Regions from separate parts of the Zea mays genome. Here region 2 is linked to region 1. The links are chromatin contacts, called in public Hi-C maps. All regions are on one chromosome and are shown on one strand. The core of a region is the stretch at or near the end of the contact, and the rest is flanking DNA. Distances in the headings are between cores, read along the strand shown.

Region 1 (4,829 bases), core at 648-3,147:
TAGGGGTTTAGTTTCCAAGATACAGAGATGCACTTAGATGCTCCAATAATCAGGACCCTGCAGGATCCTAAACAAGCAAGTATAAAACAATAGAAAATAATTTTTTAAACCAATGGGAAGATGTTCCACAAGCACAAACCATTAGTTGCATATGTCTGCTGAGCATCTGTATTCTTCTTGCTAGCTGCAGCCCCAATCCTCATTTTCCTTGTAGATAACATCATTCCATTCATCTCGGTCATAGCACGTGCCTGCTCATTCAGATCTCCAAAATGCACGAACCCATATCCTTTAGGCCGTCCAGTGATCCTATCAACAACAACTTTAGCTCCTCTAACTGAAGGATAGTTAGCTCTGAACACATCTTCCAACATGGAGTCCGTAACATCAGGGGCCAAATCACCAACAAATATTGCATGGTCAGAACCATTATCTCCACGCTTATCCCCAGTGCTAGCAGAAGCCCAATTCAGCTTAAAAGCCATCTCAATATTCGGCATCATCTGCCCATTGAAGTTCATCAGAGTATGTTCTGCAGCGGCTTGAGAGTAAAACTCAATAAAACCATAACCTTCTGAGTGCCCAGTCTGCTTGTTCCGTATAATTTTCACAGAGGCAATCTACAGTTACTTGAGAGTATTAGTCCAACAATAAATAATTTAACAAAAGAATTAGGATTCCATTAGAGAACAAGCAAAGTAGATCAACTAAAATACATCAAAACGGACTTATATATTATGTAATCGTACATTCAACTTCCAAATTTGCAAAATCAAATAGTATATATGAACTAGCAACAAGAATAACATGGAAACTATAGCACCTGCCTTACGAAACCTTGGTATAAGTTCATTGAAAATAAGTCAATGTGCTCACCTAAAGAATGACTTATTATCAGTTCATGAAGAGATGCTTGCTCATTATGCATGGCAGAGATAAGCATTAAAAGTTAACAACAGAAAAAAAACTGGCATCTGTGCCTACAGCTTACAATCATAGTCGTATGCATGTTTCTGGGCCTAAAACCTAACACGTTGGTTGAAATAGCATATAACCATGCAAGACATGGCGCCCCTTAGCTCCTATGAGAATAAACTAGACTAGATGATCTAATATACAATGCTATAACAGAAAGGGTACCCTAACAGAAAACATAATAAATAAACAGTATAGCACCTACAGCCGCGAGAATATCAAAACCAAATTAGCCAAACCAATCGTACAAGGGTCACTCTAAAATTCCCAATGTCACGGCTTTTAGGTAGGGGAGATAGAGAGAAGAATCACCTGCTGGGCCACAGGCGCGAAGGCGTTGTAGTGGAGATAGTTCTCGTCCATCCAGTACTGAAGATCTCCAATCCACAGGGTCCTGACCTCACCGCTTCCCGGCGTTGTCCCATACTGCGGTGGCTGCGCGTACTGCGGCGGCTGCGCGTACTGCTGCGGCGGAGGCGCGTACTGCGGCGGCGGAGGCGCGTACTGCGGCGGCGGAGCGGCGTACTGCTGCTGCGGCGGAGCGGCGTACTGCTGCTGCGGCGGAGGGGCGTACTGCTGCGGTGGTGGAGCGTACTGCTGCATCTGAGGCGGGTACTGCGGCGGCGGTGGAGCGTACTGTTGCTGCTGCGCCCACGGCTGTGGGGGACCCTGCTGGTAGTACTGAGGCGGTGGCCCCTGCTGCTGCTGCTGCTGCTGCTGGTAGTACGACGGCGGTGGCGCCTGCTGCTGCGAAGCCGTGGGAACCCCGGATCCCTGCGGAGGAGGCGGGCCGTGTTGCCCGTTCATCGGCGGTTGGTGCAGCGGCTGCATCGCTTCCCCGGCGAGGCAGAGAAACCCTAGGCGTGGAGACGAAAGCGAGAGAGGAGGGCTTTCGAATCTTTATGCGGTAAAAACGAGGCGGAGGCCGCGGAGCCCGGAGCGCGTGGGCGGGCCGGGGCTCATATGGGCCGGGCCGCCGCGTCAAAATCTTGGCTCCTGCAGCCCTCCGCCATTCGGTTCGTGGTAGCCCTCTCATGCGCGCAGCGCGCTTGACCAGATGTGACGTAAGATTTTTTGGTGGAAGCGTGTATAACCTTATACAGGGAGAGTAGTCTTTTTCTCCCTTTTTGTGTTGGTCACATAAGTATGTAAGTATGGAACCAAATCTAAACATATTATGAGTCCATAAACACATAGGTATAAAACAAAATGTAAGTATATTACGTTGTTTTCGATAGTTCATATCTGTTGTAGAGTGAATTGAGACTACAATATATATTAAGTAGCATTCAACCAGCGTGTATCAAGAGCTAGCAAAAATGTGTCTACAAGCGTTGTGTCAATATATACAGATTCACAGAGAGGGCAACCGTTAGTTTATATTTACATGGAAACATTCATGGTTCAAAACTGATGGTGCTTTTGATAGGCGCGCAAAAAATAAATACATGTGAACAAAAGAGAGGAAACTATTAGTTGTACTGAAAGTTGTTTTTGCAAATAGTTTGTTGATGTGTAATGACTACAAGAGTGAGTACAAGGGAGAGATGGAAGATATCATGTTGATTGTGTATAAGAATATATGTTATGTATCACAAAGGATTGCACATGGTGTTATACCTTCATTTATCATATGACTGTCTATAGCAGCTTCTCTTTTTGGGATCTACCGGATCTGGTATGACTTTGCTAGTCTGGCTATGTTTTATCCTGTATATACCTTGTTGTATTAGTATGAAATATAAGATTTAGCGTTAAAATAAAGTGCCACCTATACATTATCTCATATACACAAAATCTGTTAGAACCACACACGACCAGAATGTCCTACAATCCATTTCAAAAAGGGGAGTGCATGTGTTACCGATGAAATCCCAATGATGATTTTGGTTAGGAGATCAGATCTACATTATCTTCTCGCTCTTAAGTCCGAAGCCAAGACATTGTCTATAATTTAATTCGAGCATAGAGGTTCCTTTTAAACTCATTTTTAGTCTTTTGACTAAAATCAAGTGTAATATCTGTTTTACCAGTTCAATGTCTGGAACAATATGTTCATTGTGACATTAAATTCATTTATTGTGAATATTTTTATGTGGAGGGTCTATTAAGACTATTAAGTATCCCTTAGTCACTGAATCAATATCTTTAAATATAGTTGGGTACCGTCGCAATACACGGATATTAGAACAAAATTATACATAACTTTTTTGACACGGCATAAGCTGCGATGTAGTAAATTAATCCTGGGTCCACCCCCACTAGTTGAAACACCGGCCGGCGTCTTTTAATTCCTTCCAAACTGAGCGTTTCTTTGAGGTCCCGCCGTCGGGCTTCTCAGTTCAAATGGCACCGCATTTGTAAAAGACGTCCAAATAATCAAGCGTTTTGTTATTTTAATTAAGCCCCGTAGGTCTAAGATAGTGTGCTTGAACGAGTTGCGAATGCGAATGTGAGACACGAGCTATGCACTTTGGTTCTCCGATTGAGACGCATGTTTAGAACATGCTGCGGTCAAGCGTTTTATCCAGCCTTCAAAGTTTCGACGGATGGATTTTGGTTAGGTCTCTCTCTCTTTGGGCGTGTTCGGCTGGCTACAAGCCGACACTGTAGAAGCCGCAGCCGCAGACGGATTGCAGCCGCAGCAAGCCGCAGCGAACAAGCTGTTTACTTTTCCATTTCGATTGGGACGAAGTTGATGGGACCATCTTTTTTAATGATTGGTAAGTTGACTGTGGGGGAGAAAAACGAGTTGTCTAGCTTCAAACATTTCATGATTGGTATGGTAAGTGCGTGGTCAAAGCTGCTGGTCTGCGAAAAAAAGTGAAGAATAGGAACTAGACAAAAAAAAGCTGCCTTTTCTTATACTAGCATAAACAACCGGTGACTCTCTTTCTTTGTTGCAGAGGACCGGCAGGAAACTCGCGTACCATGGGTAGTAGGTGTTTGTTAAGCTAAATATGACTTTGTTTTGGTGATGGTCAGAGGCGGATCCAAGGGTGGGGCAAAGGGGGCCACGGCCCCACCTCAATTTTTATATGCTTTTATACCTATATTTAGATATACATCAAAATAAAAAAAACTTTTATATAAAGGTACAACCAAATCTAATGAAACATAGTTTTAATCTAACTATTTCTCGACAGTTCATTGCTCAGCCCGCTCTCCATACAAGTAGTTCGATTCCTTCCTCTAGCGGCTAGCTACTCGACCTACTCGTGGCTCGATAGCTCCTTTGATCATGACTGGATCGGTAGTGGGTGACTAGACCTGTCCGCTACCAGTGTCACCTTATCTTCTCGTCACTCGTTAGTTCATCGCGTTGTCGGGATCCCACACGCAGCGCCACTACTTTGCCTCTTATTCCGCATCGACTGGTGGGCAAGCTATTGGTGGGATCCTGCCTTGGCACCATGGTGCCACCACCATCTGCCCTCACTATGTCACCAGGGTCCCACCACGTCGTCACAAATGCAACAATTGTTGTCGCTTGCCACTGCCTACAGCCGCTTGCCCTCGCTGCCCCTCGCATGTTGCTGCCTCATCATCGCCATCTCAAGGCAGACTCACCACAATGACGCGTCGATGTGGCCGCTTCACATGTCTTTCTGTAGGGTGACCAAAATGGTTTTCTGATATTCATATCATTTTAGAACGCTCCTAGTATTATCACCTAACCTTGTTATTATCATGAAGCTATTTTTATCTAGTCGTCTAGTATAGTGGTTTGTCTCTTATAGTGTCGCCCCACCTAAAGTTTTGTTCTGCGTCCGCCACTGGTGATGGTTTTGTTTGAGTAAATTCCAGAAAAACAGGGGGAGAGGGGACATCAATGCAGTAAAAAATACTGGGTA
Region 2 (4,567 bases), core at 39-2,538, 320 kb before region 1:
AATTCACCTCCTAGGAAAGAGAAGCTGTGCTGATCAAAATGGTTCGCCTCCAAGAGCAGAAACAGCTGGTGGCAAGCATCCAGAATCACTTCTCTTGCTCATGGGATGTGCTAACGGCCAACCTAACAAAGCAAAGAACCTAGCATCCCCTGACCCCTTTCTGCCCCTTGGATTCTTGCTCGCTTTTTTAATTCCAGCCACTGGGGTTCCTTCCTGAGGGGGAGTAATCTAATGGGTAAACCAAAAACTGCGGCTTCACTCCTCTATCCTATAGATATGTATGTAAACTGGGATGGAACAAGCAAGCGCTGGAACATGGATTTGGAACAGGCTTCCGGCCTGCAGTGTTTCCGTTTCCTTGGCCACCACCATAAATAAGATCGCAAGCCAAAACTCAGAAGGAAGATTGGAGGAGAATACAAGGGCAGGGCTCTGATCTGAGACAGATTAGTTGAGGTCCTCCATCAGGCACAGCAAGATGCATAGAACTACGAGAATGCACTTACAACCATTCAGTACTTTGTTAGTTCAGTCCCTCAGGCACGGAAGGCTCAGTAATCGGCAACACCGAGAGACAGGGGAGAGAGGAGCAAAAAAAGTTGGGAGAAATGGCATAGAACAATCCAGATTCGGACAGCAAATCTGCAGCATTCACCCGCTGGACGAGCTTCGACTGGTGGTACATTTCCCACAGAAATATACTAACCTTGACTCGCCAAGAGCATATGCGCTCGTTACGTGGAGCAGATCACGCAGGGAAGCTAGAAACTGATCACACGAGCCATACCTGGGACTGGGACTGGGACTGGAGCTGGAGGAACGGAGGGGCCGCAGACTTCTGCTCTTCTGCGCAGAATTGAAGTCAAGTGAGGGCCTGCTGCCGTGACTTGAGGAGCGCAACTCTCCTCGTGTCCCCCCTCTGCCTTGTAAATGCTGCTGCCCCTTCTTCCTCCTCGGGGTTGGGGAGCCTCCTCTGACCACATTTGTCTTCACTAGATGTCCTGTCACATCGTGCGTGAACCGTTTTTTTTGTTTTGCCTTTATTTATTTAACAGGCCGGCTTAGTATATACTGTTTGGAAAAGGTTGTGAAAGGCCGTCTTACATTTTTTTTTTCTAATTCTACGTACATGTGTCGCTGCGAAGGTATCTTTCTTCTTCGTCTTGTTAGCAATCATAAGGCAAACCTTCTTTTCCTTTTTGTTTTTTGCTTTAATAACCACTGTCCAAATGCGAAAGGGTTTGTAGCCACGAGAGCCATTGGTAATAACGAGATTTTTTTGTGGCGACTTTGTTAAGAATTTACCGATTAGTGAAATTTGAGCGTGTACGTTTATAGAAAAAAATGAGTGTACGAGCATATGCGTTATGCACTTATACTACGTAATCTAAAAAAAGAATATCTAAATTATATAAAACTGACGATCCATTATTAGTGCTATCGTACTGATGATTGTGGACATGTTTATATAATATCAATGTAGTGGTTTAAGATAACATATTGTTTTGCATAGATGTTGCTAGTCAAAGCACCGTGTGATTGATTGCTCATACTATCTCGTTCTAGACCACCGTGTGCATAGGCTTTCGTTTAGCATTTGTTTGGTTGCCTTTATACGAGATGCGCGAGTTACATGAGCAGATGTACAATATCTATTTTGTGACCACTAGATGCACCGGAAATGTTCGTATCCAGTCGACCTGATTCTCGCAGGAGTCTGGGTGGACGTTCGCAGCAAGCCAATCAGACAGTATATGTATTGGAGACATATTACCATGTTCTAATGGTAAGTGACGGAAGCAGTACCTTCAATAATTTGGAACTCTGTGCCATTTGGACTAATGCCGCATTAACTGGGTTCATGTTATTTGTACACGTGTATATGCCAGAGAGGCAGAGAAGAGAATTAAAAAAATAAAAGAAAAACTTGTGCAGTTGTGCGTTAAGCCGTTGACCAGCATTAACGGCGCAAACCAAACATAGCACATGCATGGTACGCCCAGTAATCAATGTGATATCCAAGGCCAAGAAGAGTCTTATCCCCAGGAAGTATCATAACGTATACACAAAAATAGATGTATTGAGCTATGTCTTTAAATATATCTTAAGGCTTGTTTGAAAATAAGAGTATTGGGGAGGATTAAGGGGCTATAATCTTTTGTTATTCAATTTTGAATAACAAAATATTATAACCCCTTCAATCTACTCCAATACTATTTCTTCCAAATAAGTCCTAAATGCATAAATGTAAAGACATGTATCACGATGATACAGGGTTAGTACTGTAATTTGGTTGGGAAGGAATATCTCCGGAGACTCACAGTCACACGCTAGCTATGATGCTTTGCGAGTTTTCATGAGTACGCATGTCGACGTAACGAAGCAAAGATGCTCTTTCACAAGATTCCACGCATGTATACTCTCTCCGCTCATATTATCTATAGCAACGTCTTCTATATTTATTTTCTATATCTATTCATTACAATATTCTCTAAAAAATTCTCTTCTCTATATCTTATTCCTATCCAGCGACGTCTCGTATAAAAGACGTAAATAACTATATTAGATATATATTTTATTTTAAATTTTTATACATACGTATTTATTATACTCTTAAATGTACTATACATATTTTAGTTCTAGTAAATCTATTGTTTAAAGTATTAAAATAGATAGAGGATAGAGGAGATAAACTCTCTATATATATATATATATAGCGTCCTCTGAATTTAGAGAATCATTTAGAGGACACATATAGAGTGTTTAGTTTCAAGAATAAGCTAGTATATCATTTTCTCACTCCTCACTTTTTTGTTTTAGTTTGTGGAATATAATTAGTTGATCCATTATCACTCAATTCCTCATAATTAGTTAGTAGTAACATGAGGATTATAATCATCCCACAAAATTTGATTAATGGACTTATGGTGCACCACTTCATCTTAGATGAAGTGATTTCTCAAACCAAACACTCCCGTAGAAGATGAGAATCTCCTTTATAATTTAGAGTATATGATGATAATAGACGGTCTCAAATAGACGACTTTAGTCGTTTGCGCCTGGCTCATGTAATTTATGATAAAATTTAAATAATATAGATCAAATATTTTAAAACGGACAGAGCAACATGGTTTAGAACGTCTGAAAAGGAGCTCTTATTTATATAAAAAGTTGAGAAAGGAGGACAGTCAAGATAGTTTTTTTTCTAGACAACACGTTAAAAATAGGTGGCGTCGAGTGGTGTACCACAGAGCGTGCGCTATTGTCCCCATCGACGCGGAACACGCCCATGATTCCTGTTCCCCGCAGGATATGTGCTGAGCTTTTTTAAGCGAATTTTGTACTCCTACCTAATGTTGAATATGTCAGGTTTGACGAACACTGAATATAGTTTACATTATTATTCTACCGCTACAAATTAAAACAGTTGTGGATTCAAATAAAATAAACAAATTTGGGTGAGTTGAGTAAACTAGCTTGTTATAGCGTAGTTGCATTATTGTCTTAAGGTCTACTTGGAATAACTCTAGCACCTTCACATTCACTAAAACAATTTTACTTTACGATAAGTTAGGCAAACGATCTAGTTTTGTGCAATTTTAGATTCATTAAATTGATGAACCCAGGGGCCAGGTTCACTATTTTGGTAGAGACCATCAAAGGGTAGTACTTCACCAACTTCACTCTAGTGTAATTGCTGAAAATTACATGACTTCCACTAGTTGAAAAATGGTCTGTTCTTTTTCTTTCTTTCTTTCAATCACTTCTTTGATGCCCCCGAATGGCCAGTGAAACATTCCAATAAATTGTTTAGGACCCTTGGTAATATGAAGTGCTAACGCATGCATGTCCTTGTTACGTATTATGTACTTCAAACAGGGGTGGAGCCAGGAATATAATATAAGGGAGGCCGATCAATTCATCAATACTATCTGATAAAAAAAATCGTATAATGTTATCAAATTTAAGTACTCGACATGGAATAAGAATTTTAGACCTTTATAAATTATTTTAGTGGATGAGTCCATTTTCTAGCTAATTGATATATTGAATTAAAGTTGTGACGCAAGAACAATACTAAAATAATAAAGACGATATAACGATGAATATTCGACTGATGAGATTCAACTTTTATATAATGACTCTAATATTCATGAGGCAGCTAACAATTTTTTTGAGAGAATTCAAAAATCCAACTAGCCTCGAGGATTCATGAAAATTCGTCAAACTACGCAGGTACACGTCAAATTTGTCGTGTACACACCAATTATAAGGTGACAACTTTAGTTGAAATTTGTAGATTTTATTATCCACGAGATCTAATGTAGTATGTTTATAAGTCGCTAGCGCTCATTCTGCTGCTTCGCTTGATCACCTTCTTTGGACTTTGGTTGTGGGGCTATGGCAGAGGCAAGTCAAGTAGTTAGCGGTAATCGCAGCTGCCTAGCCAGACGATAGAATGAATCATAAAGGGGTGAGGTTTAGATATTAGCGTCTGAAGCGAATTAGGTTTGACGTTTTATGCATCTGTCGGAGAGGAAAATCTCCGGCCGGGTGGCGGAGTGCA

Evidence for each region. A called contact is a pair of places that touch in the nucleus more often than the background predicts.
Region 2: a contact with region 1 is called in a Hi-C map of ear, with 2.2 times the contacts expected there. The contact joins the promoter of LOC100277924 here to the promoter of LOC100191611 in region 1. A contact is called at or near these places in 2 of 25 Hi-C or Micro-C datasets (ear and tassel).

Annotation. Positions count from the first base shown.
Region 1 is chr2:209,884,441-209,889,269 of Zm-B73-REFERENCE-NAM-5.0, reverse strand. It overlaps LOC100191611, which reads right to left and starts at 1,897. Exons shown (of 7, transcript NM_001357843.2): 1 at 1,288-1,897; 2 at 140-620. The coding sequence starts at 1,806. It also overlaps the pseudogene LOC111590978.
Region 2 is chr2:210,205,648-210,210,214 of Zm-B73-REFERENCE-NAM-5.0, reverse strand. LOC100277924 reads right to left here and starts at 1,288. Exons shown (of 2, transcript XM_008669496.4): 1 at 1-1,288.